3 separate regions of the Mus musculus genome follow, and regions 1 and 2 are each linked to region 3. Evidence: chromatin contacts called from public HiChIP or PLAC-seq and promoter capture Hi-C data. All regions are on one chromosome and are shown on one strand. Each heading gives the region's core, a stretch centred on a gene start, on an enhancer-like site or on the middle of the called end of the contact. The rest is flanking DNA. Distances are from core to core; before and after follow the strand shown.

Evidence for each region. Promoter capture Hi-C pulls out the DNA fragments that hold promoters and counts their contacts. HiChIP or PLAC-seq counts read pairs in DNA pulled down with a chosen protein or histone mark.
Region 1: a contact with region 3 is called in an H3K27ac HiChIP or PLAC-seq map of large pre-B cells, with 3 times the contacts expected there. The contact joins two enhancer-like sites. A contact is called at or near these places in 1 of 39 promoter capture datasets (the C10 cell line), 1 of 15 datasets of contacts at CTCF or cohesin (large pre-B cells), 12 of 484 Hi-C or Micro-C datasets (DN3 thymocytes, the G1E-ER4 cell line, Sertoli cells and 7 more), 1 of 115 datasets of contacts at active chromatin or transcription factors (large pre-B cells) and 1 of 9 other capture datasets (embryonic stem cells).
Region 2: a promoter capture Hi-C map of pre-B cells shows a contact between it and region 3, with 2.9 times the contacts expected there. The contact joins the promoter of 9030204H09Rik here to the enhancer-like site in region 3. A contact is called at or near these places in 12 of 39 promoter capture datasets (the 3T3-L1 cell line, 3T3-L1-derived adipocytes, the C10 cell line and 8 more), 1 of 15 datasets of contacts at CTCF or cohesin (large pre-B cells) and 9 of 484 Hi-C or Micro-C datasets (the G1E-ER4 cell line, the HL-1 cell line, adipose-derived mesenchymal stem cells and 5 more).

The regions. Positions count from the first base shown.
Region 1 is chr2:35,793,650-35,796,879 of GRCm38.p6, forward strand. It overlaps Ttll11 (tubulin tyrosine ligase-like family, member 11), which reads right to left. Exons shown (of 10, transcript NM_029774.3): 8 at 1,708-1,953. Among named protein-coding and RNA genes, the nearest start is that of 9030204H09Rik, 24 kb to the right of the region's middle. Within about 2 kb of position 1,907, at least 10 of the 459 cell types and tissues checked have an H3K27ac peak or open chromatin away from gene starts, as enhancers often do.
Region 2 is chr2:35,817,587-35,821,034 of GRCm38.p6, forward strand. It overlaps 9030204H09Rik (RIKEN cDNA 9030204H09 gene), which reads left to right and starts at 1,604. Exons shown (of 3, transcript NR_040618.1): 1 at 1,604-1,701. It overlaps Ttll11 (tubulin tyrosine ligase-like family, member 11), which reads right to left. Exons shown (of 10, transcript NM_029774.3): 7 at 137-235.
Region 3 is chr2:35,897,227-35,900,382 of GRCm38.p6, forward strand. The region is part of intron 4 of Ttll11 (tubulin tyrosine ligase-like family, member 11); the gene reads right to left. The region is part of intron 2 of Gm35396 (predicted gene, 35396); the gene reads left to right. Among named protein-coding and RNA genes, the nearest start is that of Gm35396, 15 kb to the left of the region's middle. Within about 2 kb of position 1,860, at least 91 of the 459 cell types and tissues checked have an H3K27ac peak or open chromatin away from gene starts, as enhancers often do. A contact at or near this core is called in the HL-1 cell line, the HPC-7 cell line, muscle stem cells and 1 more, where this site is marked.

The DNA.
Region 1 (3,230 bases), core at 657-3,156, 100 kb before region 3:
AGAATAAGAAGCGCAGGGCTTGTCAGAGCCCAAGAGCAATTACTACGAGGTGTTTAAGGACCTGGTGCAGGGTAACTGCTGTGTTACAATGGGGTTTGAGGATGTTGCCTGTTCTAGTTTTCAATAAAATCTTCTGACCAAATGCAGCTCAGGTAAGATTTCCTCTTACACTTCCAGGTCACTTCCATCACTGGGGGAAGTCAGGGCAAGGACTCGAGGAGGAACTTGATGCAGAAAACTTGGAGGAAGGCTGCTTGCTGGCTCTCTTACTGGCTTGCTCACAGGTTCTGACTCAGCTAGCTTTTACTACAGCCTAGGGCCTCCTGCCTGGGGATGGTGTCCTGTACAGTGCCAGACTATACTCAAGATAGCCCTCCACAGACTTGCCTAAGGCCAATCTGATTTAGGCTTTCCTCTCAGGGGACTTTGGGTTGTGTCAGGTTGATAAAATTAGCTAGGGCATCTCCCGAGGACCCATGTGTTGGAAGCGTGAACTTCATGCTGCTGAGGAGGTAGCATCTTTAGGAGGCTGAGCCTGTAGAGGCTCTTTAGGTCACTGGGCAGGTTCTTGTGGGAAGCTGAGCTGTTATCAGGTTGAGCCTGACTCTTACCTGTTTTCTGGCATCCATCACTTGGGACATGCTCTTTCTCCTGCACGTGCCTCCCTGTGATGCTATCCGCCTTAGACCCTCACTGAAGATCAAACTAATGGGGCTATGTGACTGAGTTTAAGCTGCGAACTAAAACTACTATAAGTTGTATAACCCCCTTTGTTTTTTTTTATTAATTAATTTATTTATTGTATGTGAGTACACTGTTGCTCTCTTCAGACACACTAGAAAAGGGCATAGGACCCCATTACAGATGGTTGTGAGCCACCATGTGGTTGCTGGGATTTGAACTCAGGACCTCTGGAAGAGTAGTCAATGCTCTTAACCACTGAGCCATCTCTCCAGTCCCCCTTTCTTTATAAAGGTATCCAACTTCAGGTATTGTGTCATAACAACAACAATAAAAATGACTAATTTGGAAGTGCACATTTTATTTTGGTGTGTCTGGGTGTGCAGGGATGGGTACAAACACCTATGGATGTGTATATGGAGCCTAGAGGTTGATTTTGAGTGTCTCCCTCTACTGTGCTCTACCTTATTTTTGAGACAAGCTCTTCACTGAACCAGGAGTATTATACTTTAACTTGTTAGCAAGCTCTGTCCTGCCCTGTTCCCCGTTCCTGGTGCTGGAGTTACTATTGCATGCTACCATGTCTGGCTTGTATGTCGGCACTGGGGACGTGAACTCAGGTCCTTATGCTTGTGCATAAAGAATCATCTCCTATTGAGTCATCCCCCTCAGCCCCACAACTGCTTGTTTTTAACAACAAACCTATGGTTTAAGTGTCATGGTCATAGTGTTCATCAACTCATTTGACAAGAGTCTTCAATATGCCAGAATCATACACACACACACACACACACACACACACACACACACACAGACACACACACACACACACACACACACACACACACACACACACACCAAGACTATAGGATCAGTGCCAGCCCTGAGATGAATACAGCCTCAAACAGGGTCCTAACTCAATATTATCGTCTCCCAAGAGCAGTCCTGGGCCATATGACCATCCAGAGGAGTGACTGGGGTCCATTCTGTCCAAAACTCATGCTGGAGGAAGCTAGTCTCACTAACCTTATGAAGGTCCGAAAGCCAGTTGGTCCCAACTTCATCGTCCCCTTGATTCCCAGAAATCGGATGAACAAATTGGCCATCCTGTCCACGAGGCGCAAGTAGTTGAACTGCTTGGCATACTTGGGGAACACCTGCTTGAGGCAAATGGAGGGCAGATGGGCTTCAGGGTTGGGCTCGGAGTCACCACCAGTCGGGTCACAGTTCAGATCTTCCTTTGAAGTGAAAGACTTTTCCATCTGCTGAGACCTGAAATACACAAGGCACTCATGACTACTGCCTTCCTCCAACGGCTTCCTTCCCTTGGGATGTACAATCCCCCAGGGGACTGTCATTTGTGTGCTAGAAAACTGACTTCTGAGAAGTGGCTTGTCAAGGCTCACAAAGCTTCTGCATAGCGGAGCCAAGGCTTGAACCCAGGGCAAAGCAAGGACTGGAAACCCTGGCTTCCTCTGTTTGTTCTGCCATCCTGGCTTCCAAGATGGGAGACCTCCTCCGCCCTGCTCGTGATTCAGGGGAGAACTCCATTGTGATCAGCCTGGGTCTGATTTCAAACTCCTACTTATGGGTAGTAATTGAATAATTAAGAAATAGAAAAATCTCATTGAGATTTTTTGGCAAGGAGCCATAGGCACAGTTCAGTGGACAACTTGGGAAGACACTTCCATTCCCCGGTCCCAGGGACACAGGTGCTTTCCTGTCTTAACTGCTTCTTTGGAGCTCGTATAGAAACATGAGGAGAGTTTTGTGACTCCTTAGCCTGTGCGTTTTATTCTCAAATTATTCTGATAATCAAGAAAATGAGCAGCTACAGACTTCTACCTTCTGCCTCTAGCTGGCTATGGTCTCTCCTCTAACATGACACAGCGCTTTCCCTGACCCACAGATGGTGTGCCCATCTCCTTGATGTGTCACTACCAAATATTGACCCATTACCCAAGTGGGAAAATTCAGAATAAATGCCAACTCTTCCTCTCTCTCCATAGTCAATGCTATCACTCTAGTTCCCAAATCAGATCCACAGGCCAGCCAGCATTCTCCCATTCTTCCCTGCTTGGACCAGAGCATCATGTGTCTTAGTCACTGCTCTATTGCAGTGCTGAGACACCATGACCACAGCAGCTTTTATAAAGACAAGCAGTTAACTGGGGCTGGCTTACAGTGCAGAGGTTCAGTCTATTATCATTATGGTAGGAAGACAACATGCAGGCAGACATGGTGCTTTGAGAGGTAGCTGAGAGTTCTACATCTGGATCTGGAGGCAGCAGGAAGAGCAGATGGCACTGGGTCTGGCTTGAGCTTGGGAGACTTCCAAGCTCCACCCCCCCATTCCCCCCCCCCCCCCCCCGCAGTGACACATCTGACAGGCTACACTTTTTAACAGTGCCTTTATGGGCTTATGGGACCATTTTCATCCAGGCCACCAAGCCATATTTCTGACTTTGTCCTCCCCATCCTCTGTGAGGACACTTGAGTGGCTATCATTTTACTTAATTTCAATTTCGAGACAAAGTCTCACTGTGTAG
Region 2 (3,448 bases), core at 354-2,853, 80 kb before region 3:
TGCCACTGCCCATGGCTTATTTGGGGATGGCTTTCATTGCCTTTTGTTGCATTCCCTGTCCAGTTCCCTGTTCCACACCCTGATGTGGCAGTAAAGAGACGATCAGCCCCACTATGTGCACTTGACTAGTCAGTACCTGACTATGGAAAGCGAGGAACCCTTATGCTTCCATGAAGACATTCTGTCAGAAACTGGAGGAATTCTGTGTTTTCTGTCCATATAGATATCTGGAAAGCTGAAAGCAGAAAGCACAAGGAACTCTTTTTTTGCAGGCTGCTTTGCATGAGGCAGTTAAAGTAAGTTCTACAGAGATCCTGTGGAGTGGCTCAGAGGACATCCATGGGGCCCAGCCTGCATAGGGGCCCAGAGGGACTGGGGTGGGACCTTCCTGCCAAATGTTTGAACAGAACCAAAGGTACTCGGTGTCTTTATTACACAGTCAGAGAAATTGGTGAGGTGGCTTATGTGACAAGTGCTGTCACATAAGGGGATACAAAATAAGCATCACAGTGTCCCTTCCTAATGGGAGCTCACAGTGGAGCAGAAAGGGTCTCAGAAGAGCTGTAAGCTCTCACCATAAGCTAAGGTGCAGTCAGAGAGGAAGCGGGGGAGAGGGGTTAAGCTCACACACTAAGACCAGAGATAAACAAACCCCTCTCAAGATCAGATCTCTACAAACTGTCCCATATGAGGATACAGGTGAGAGAAAAGTCACAGTCAGGATGGGGAGGGGCCAACTGTTTAAAGGTTTTGCTTCTAACTAAAGTTCTATGTTCATGGAAATACAATCATAAAGACAAAGGTGGAAGCCAAGCTGTCTCTTCTCTTTATCTCCCATTTCTTAAGTTTAGTAGCAGTGAGCTGGTGTGCTTGCTCCCTCGACAGCTCTTAGGCTCTTCCAGACAGTAAAGGCTGTCAGAAGAAAATGCTGGAATGTGTTTTATTTCCCTGTAGATAGTGTTCCTCTAAAACCTCACTGTGTTTGTATATGCATGTGTATATGTGTTTGTGTAGAAGCCTATGGGCACATGTACTTGTGCTTGCATGTGTGTGTGTGTATGCCTGTGTATGTGTGTGAACATATTTGGCTATGTGCATATTTGTATGGGTGTGTGTGGATGTGGATGTATGTTTGTGTGTCTGTGTGTATTTTTGTGTGAATATGCTGTTCCATTGTCTAAAACTTCAGTTACCTCTAAGTAGATAAAAGAAGGGTTGTTGAATTCTGTCCCTGAGACCCATGGGAGAAACAGGCTGCTGGGAAAGCAGAGAATGCTGGGAATACAAAGGGCACAGGGATCCAGGCTAGGCCAGTGCTGAAGATATAAAGGTATTTCCTGTGCCACTGGTAGGACACATGTGCTTCTTCCTTCTGACCCCTCTGAGGACAGTTCCACAGCCCACCCTGTCCTCCCTCGCTGTGCTTTCCTGAAGCCTCAATCACCTCCCCTGCCCTGCCCTGCCCTGCTCTGCCCTCCCCTGCCCTGCCTTGCCCTGCCCTCCCCTCCCCTCCCCTGCCCTGCCTTGCCCTGCCCTGCCCTCCCCTCCACTGCCCTGCCCTGCCCTGCCCTCCCCCACTGTCTTCCTTTTCCTCTCCACTTGCCAGTCCCTCTGCCTAACTGTGCTGAACAGCAGTGACTTCACACATGTCCCAGTGTGGAAGGACAAATGCCTGCAGAGGAAGACCGGCAGGTACTTTAAGTGAGTGGTCTGGGGCTGATAGGGCAACTGCAGAGAATCCCCTTTGTCCTGAAGCAGGAAGAAGCATCCAAATCCACTGGTAGAGGAGCCTTCTTCACACTGTACTGGGATGGGAGGGTCTCAAGGCGGTGGCTGCCCCAAACTAAAGGGACCACATGTGAAAAGGCTCAGAGGCTGTAGCTGTGGGTCACAGCCAGCCTCACCAGACTCTAGGGCTCCTCCTTCCTGCTCCTTAGAAAAGGAGTTTTATGAAGCAAATGTCAACTCAGTGCCCACTCAGCAGCTTTCTTCTTGACGTATTAATTGAATGTGACCTGGCAATCTAGGAGAGGGTGGACGGATTAATGGAGCCTCAATAGTGAGGATGTGGTATAGACACAGAAGAGGCTCCCTTGAGAGTCCAGGATGCCCAACCACTGCTCACAGGATGTGTGCTTAGGGTAGTTTACCTAGAAATGATTACAATAATAATAATAATAAATCCCGAGTTGCTACTTCGCTTTTAGGCTCATGTCAGCTCTGTGAGGCAAGACCAGAGGGTTGAGCATCTCTCTGTGCTACACTTGAAGCCAGAGCCCAGCCTACCCTACTCTACTTTGCTCCTCTCTGCAGACCCAAACTGGCTCACTTCTTTCCTCCCTCAAGTGCTCAGCCTCATTGGCAGGACTCAGGACTCCCACCACTTCCGCAATAAGCCCCAAATAACCTTTGCAGCTTCCGCTCCTCACCAGCCTCCCTTCCCCTCCTTCCTCCTTCCCATTCTCTGTTACCACCATCCTCATCATCCTGAGCAAAAAAATGCTTGGAGACTCGGAGCGTCAGGGAGGGTGGCAGAGAATGGGGTAGGGGTGGGGGTCAGGAGGCTGTGCTCTGTGACCCTGCAAGGACAGCGTCCGTGGGGTCTGACACATAGGTGTCCAGGTGGATGCAGCAAAGGTAGCTGAGGAGGGCTGGGCGTCAGCCGCTCTTTGGGGGGGGGGGTCTTAGTTTGCCTTTTGCTGTTGTGTTAAAACATTGATGAGATTCAACTTGTGGGAGGAGAGGGATTATCTTACGCACCGCCTAGAGAAGCCAAGGCAGGAATTGAAAAAGATATCATGGCAGAATGCAGTATACTTGCTTGTTTTCCCTGGCGTGCTCAGCCTGCTTTCTCATACAACCTAGGGCCCCTGCCTAGGGGTGGCCCTGCCCACAGTGGCCTGGACCCTCCCCCATCAATCATCACTCAATAAAATGCCTCGAGGGACTTGCATATAGGCTAGTGTGATGTGGAGGTCATTCCTCAATTGAGGTCCCCACTCCCCCAGATAACTCTGTGTCAACTTGCTTTCTTGGAGGGCAAGTTGGGCTTGCTGGGCTGGGCCAGTAGGGAAATGTGGCTGCAGCCTAGGGGCTCAGGCCACACAGGGGTCTAACTATCTGCCATACAATTGCTACTCAAGATCTCAGTGGTGTTTTGGTACTTTGTGGGGTCTGCATGGCAAGATGACTGCATATGGCCCTTGGTGGGACAGGGACACTTCACTGCAGTGGCATGCATCCTTAGGGAGCAGGGTAAGATGCTGTTCAGCCAGCTGGTGGGCTGGAAGGAGTCACACCTGACTGGGGTTTGTCGTCATGTCGGCTTGCTCTGTGGCATGCTGCCCCCTGCCCTGTCACTGGTGTTCTCTGGGAAGACTATGATGTCATTATACCACTTCCCTCTGTTTCTCCACAGTCCCTCTGTCAGGGGACGTGCTGTGTGAAG
Region 3 (3,156 bases), core at 610-3,109:
CCAGCTTCTGTCTATGTGAATGCTGCTTGCTTACAGAAACAGGAAGAGCTGTGGGTGGCAGGCTTTAGGAGGGAAGGCGCGGGTTTGCTTTTGACTCTGGTGTTTGGTGCCCACTAGCTATCCCAGTGGGAAGAGCAAGGGAGCAATGGTATATATCAGCCTGGAGCTCCAGCAGAGGTCAAGATTAGCAATATAAATTTAGGGCTCAACAGCACTTAACTGATCCCTAAAGCCACAGGGCAGGATGAGATCATTTAGGAAGAGATGGTAGATGTACAAAGACAAGTTTCCAAGAATTGATATCCAGGGACCTCCAATATATTTCCATTAATGACAGGTCCAGAGGAAGAGGCCAGGGAAGAACAACCAGTAAGGTAGCAGGGAAACAGGAGAATGTGAGACCCTTCGGTGTTTGCTGGGAAAACCCTCAATCATGCCTTGAACTCACTTGGGCATCCCCTCTGGGAGCCTTCAGTTGGACAGTTAACTCTCTCCCCTCATCTCATGTGAGCACTTGGACAGCATGATGTATACAGAGCAGGGATTATCTCTGTGAGTCTTTCACACTAACCGGAGCACCCCTTAGAGGCCCTGGCCTCGCCTTGTCCTTAGCTACATGGCCCACACCTATCTCAGGTCTCATCTCAGTGGGTACCCAGGGAATGTGATATATTGCAAAGGAAGAAAATAACATAGTCAGAGTGGACAAGGAATGCTTTACAGAGAAAGAAAGTCTTGAGCTGTACTTTGGAAGGTACTGAATATTGAAACTAGTGAATAGGAGTGAGCAGGCCAGGCTGGCAGAGACAGAGGACCAATGGTCCAACCAGGGAGGCACTGGTGACAACCTCTGGAGAGGAAGCAGATCTGGTGTGGAAGAACCAAGGTTGAGGCACAGGGGAGCTAGGCAGCTGGATTGGGATGCGACAAACACCAGGCTAAGGTCTTGGTTTCCAAACTTGATTCCAAACTTTTATCACCAATGTCCTAGTTAACATCAAAATGAGGATAGTTGCCGATTTACAGTAACTTCAAGGTTACTGTAGGTGGGTAGGTGTGATAACTGTTGTCAGAGTAATAAACACCCATATTCTCACTTATTAAGTGACTGCTGTGTATTGGGGGCTGTTTTACACAGCTCCCTCTTGCTGGAGTGTGCAACAACTCTGGGGTATGGCTACAAACAAGCTTGCTACTTATAGCTAAAAAAATCCAGACTAGAAAAGGTTGACTTGTCGAGCTCGCCAGCTACAGTTGCTGTAAGCAGGAGCTGGAAGAAGCTCAACCCAGTCCATCTGAGAGGGAAACCCCAGCCCTTGACAGCCCCTCCATCCCCCACCCCAATACACTGATTCTCAGCTTCTGCCTGGTGATGTGTATAGGCTGTGGGGTAAGAGAGAGGGTAGAGGACACAGGAAGAGGAGAATTATACTAGGCCTTAGGAAAGCTCTATCTCTAGACATCCAACAGGAGGGTCATGGCTAAAGACAAAATTAGACACGGAGAACAAGAAAACTATACAGTTCAAGCCACAAAGTGTGTTCCCTCTGTGTGTGTTTCTGCCACATGACTGTCTACACCCAGGCTGACCTTGATATTTAAGCCAGGGTCACACTGCTGCCCTCAAGACAGCAGATGTGAGGCTCTGTGGCTGGGGCTGCCTGGGCAATGACAAGGCAGAGGCTGAAATGACAGGGCAGCTGTGTTCCTCAGCAGCAGATTACAGGAAATCTGACCACAGCAGAGCCGTGCCAGCTGTTGCTTGGCCACCATGTTTTCCAAGTCATTACTGTGGTCATGGCTGGAACAGGGTCACAGTCACATGCCCCAGATGAGTGTAATTTGGTTGGCCAGGGTTTACGCTCTGTAACGCTGCCATCTGGCCAGGTCTTGCTACAAGCAAGAAAGACCTGCCCAGCTAAGAAATAACTTCCTGCACTTGTGCCGAGTCTCAACAGTATGCAAAGTGTTTCCTGTGTCATCCATGTCTCACAGGAGTTGGGTGCTGACCCTGTAAGGCAGGGGAGGAAGCTAAGTTCCTGAAGAGTTAAGTGACTTAGGACAGGTCACGTGGCAAATGGACATCAGAACCATACCATGGAAACCTCAAGGTCTGCCCGTGTGTCTAGAGCCCAGCTAACAGCATCCTGAAAGGTGATTCAGACAGAGCAAGCAGGAGTGGACTTGGCTCTGAGTAGGTTCCAAATCCTCTCCCTTACTGCGTATCCAAGGCACTCAGAGCAACAGATACCACTTGACACCTTCTTAAAGCCTCTTCACCTACATCACTTCCCAGTGTGCACACGTGCACGTGTGCACACACACATGCACGCGCACACACACACATGCACGCACGCGCGCGCGCGCGCGCACACACACACACACACACACACACACACACACAGGTGTGAGTGTGCAGAGGGAACCTAAGACACACTAGGTGGTGAGAAAGTCTCCAGTACTTACTATACCAGAAAGGGCTTCATTCCTAGCCTGTCTCATCACCCTGGAAGCGTTTAGCGTGTGGTCAAATAGTGGCAAATGGCCATGAGGTTCTGAGCCCATTTGCTAGCTGTGACCCTAACCAAAGCAGTGGCTCCTGATCTGGACTTTCAGCCCCTACAGCTGGCCCTACCCCAACCTTGGTGGCTGTTGTTGCCTGTCTACTGCAGGACACACACATAATGACCACCCGGTCCTCCTTGCTGGGCCTCTGTGGTTTGGTCATGCTTGCCTGGCCCCATGGGATGCTCTTAGAATAGCCAAACAGGCATGGCCACACTTGTCCTCAGGGATGAACCCAGGGTGTGACCCTCACTTTGTGGTGGCCTGGGTTGGGACTTCTTTGTTCTAGCACTGTCCTGAAGTCCTCCTCAGTAGCCCTTTCTAACCATCTCCTCACGGCTATTGCAAATACCTGCTTAAGAGCTGCAGGCTCAGAGAGCAGGATTGGCATAGGACCATGGATGGGACTCGATGGGACAATTACTACTTCTCACACTGTCTCAATCCCTGGCCAGAGGCTTTCACCTGATGATCCTGCTGATGGGGGCAAAATCCCTGAGTCTCTGGATCTGGAGCAACCCAGTGTGTTTGTGGGCTGGTCAGTAGGTGTCTATCTATGAGAGAGACATTGCTCTGACCCCTCTCTTCACT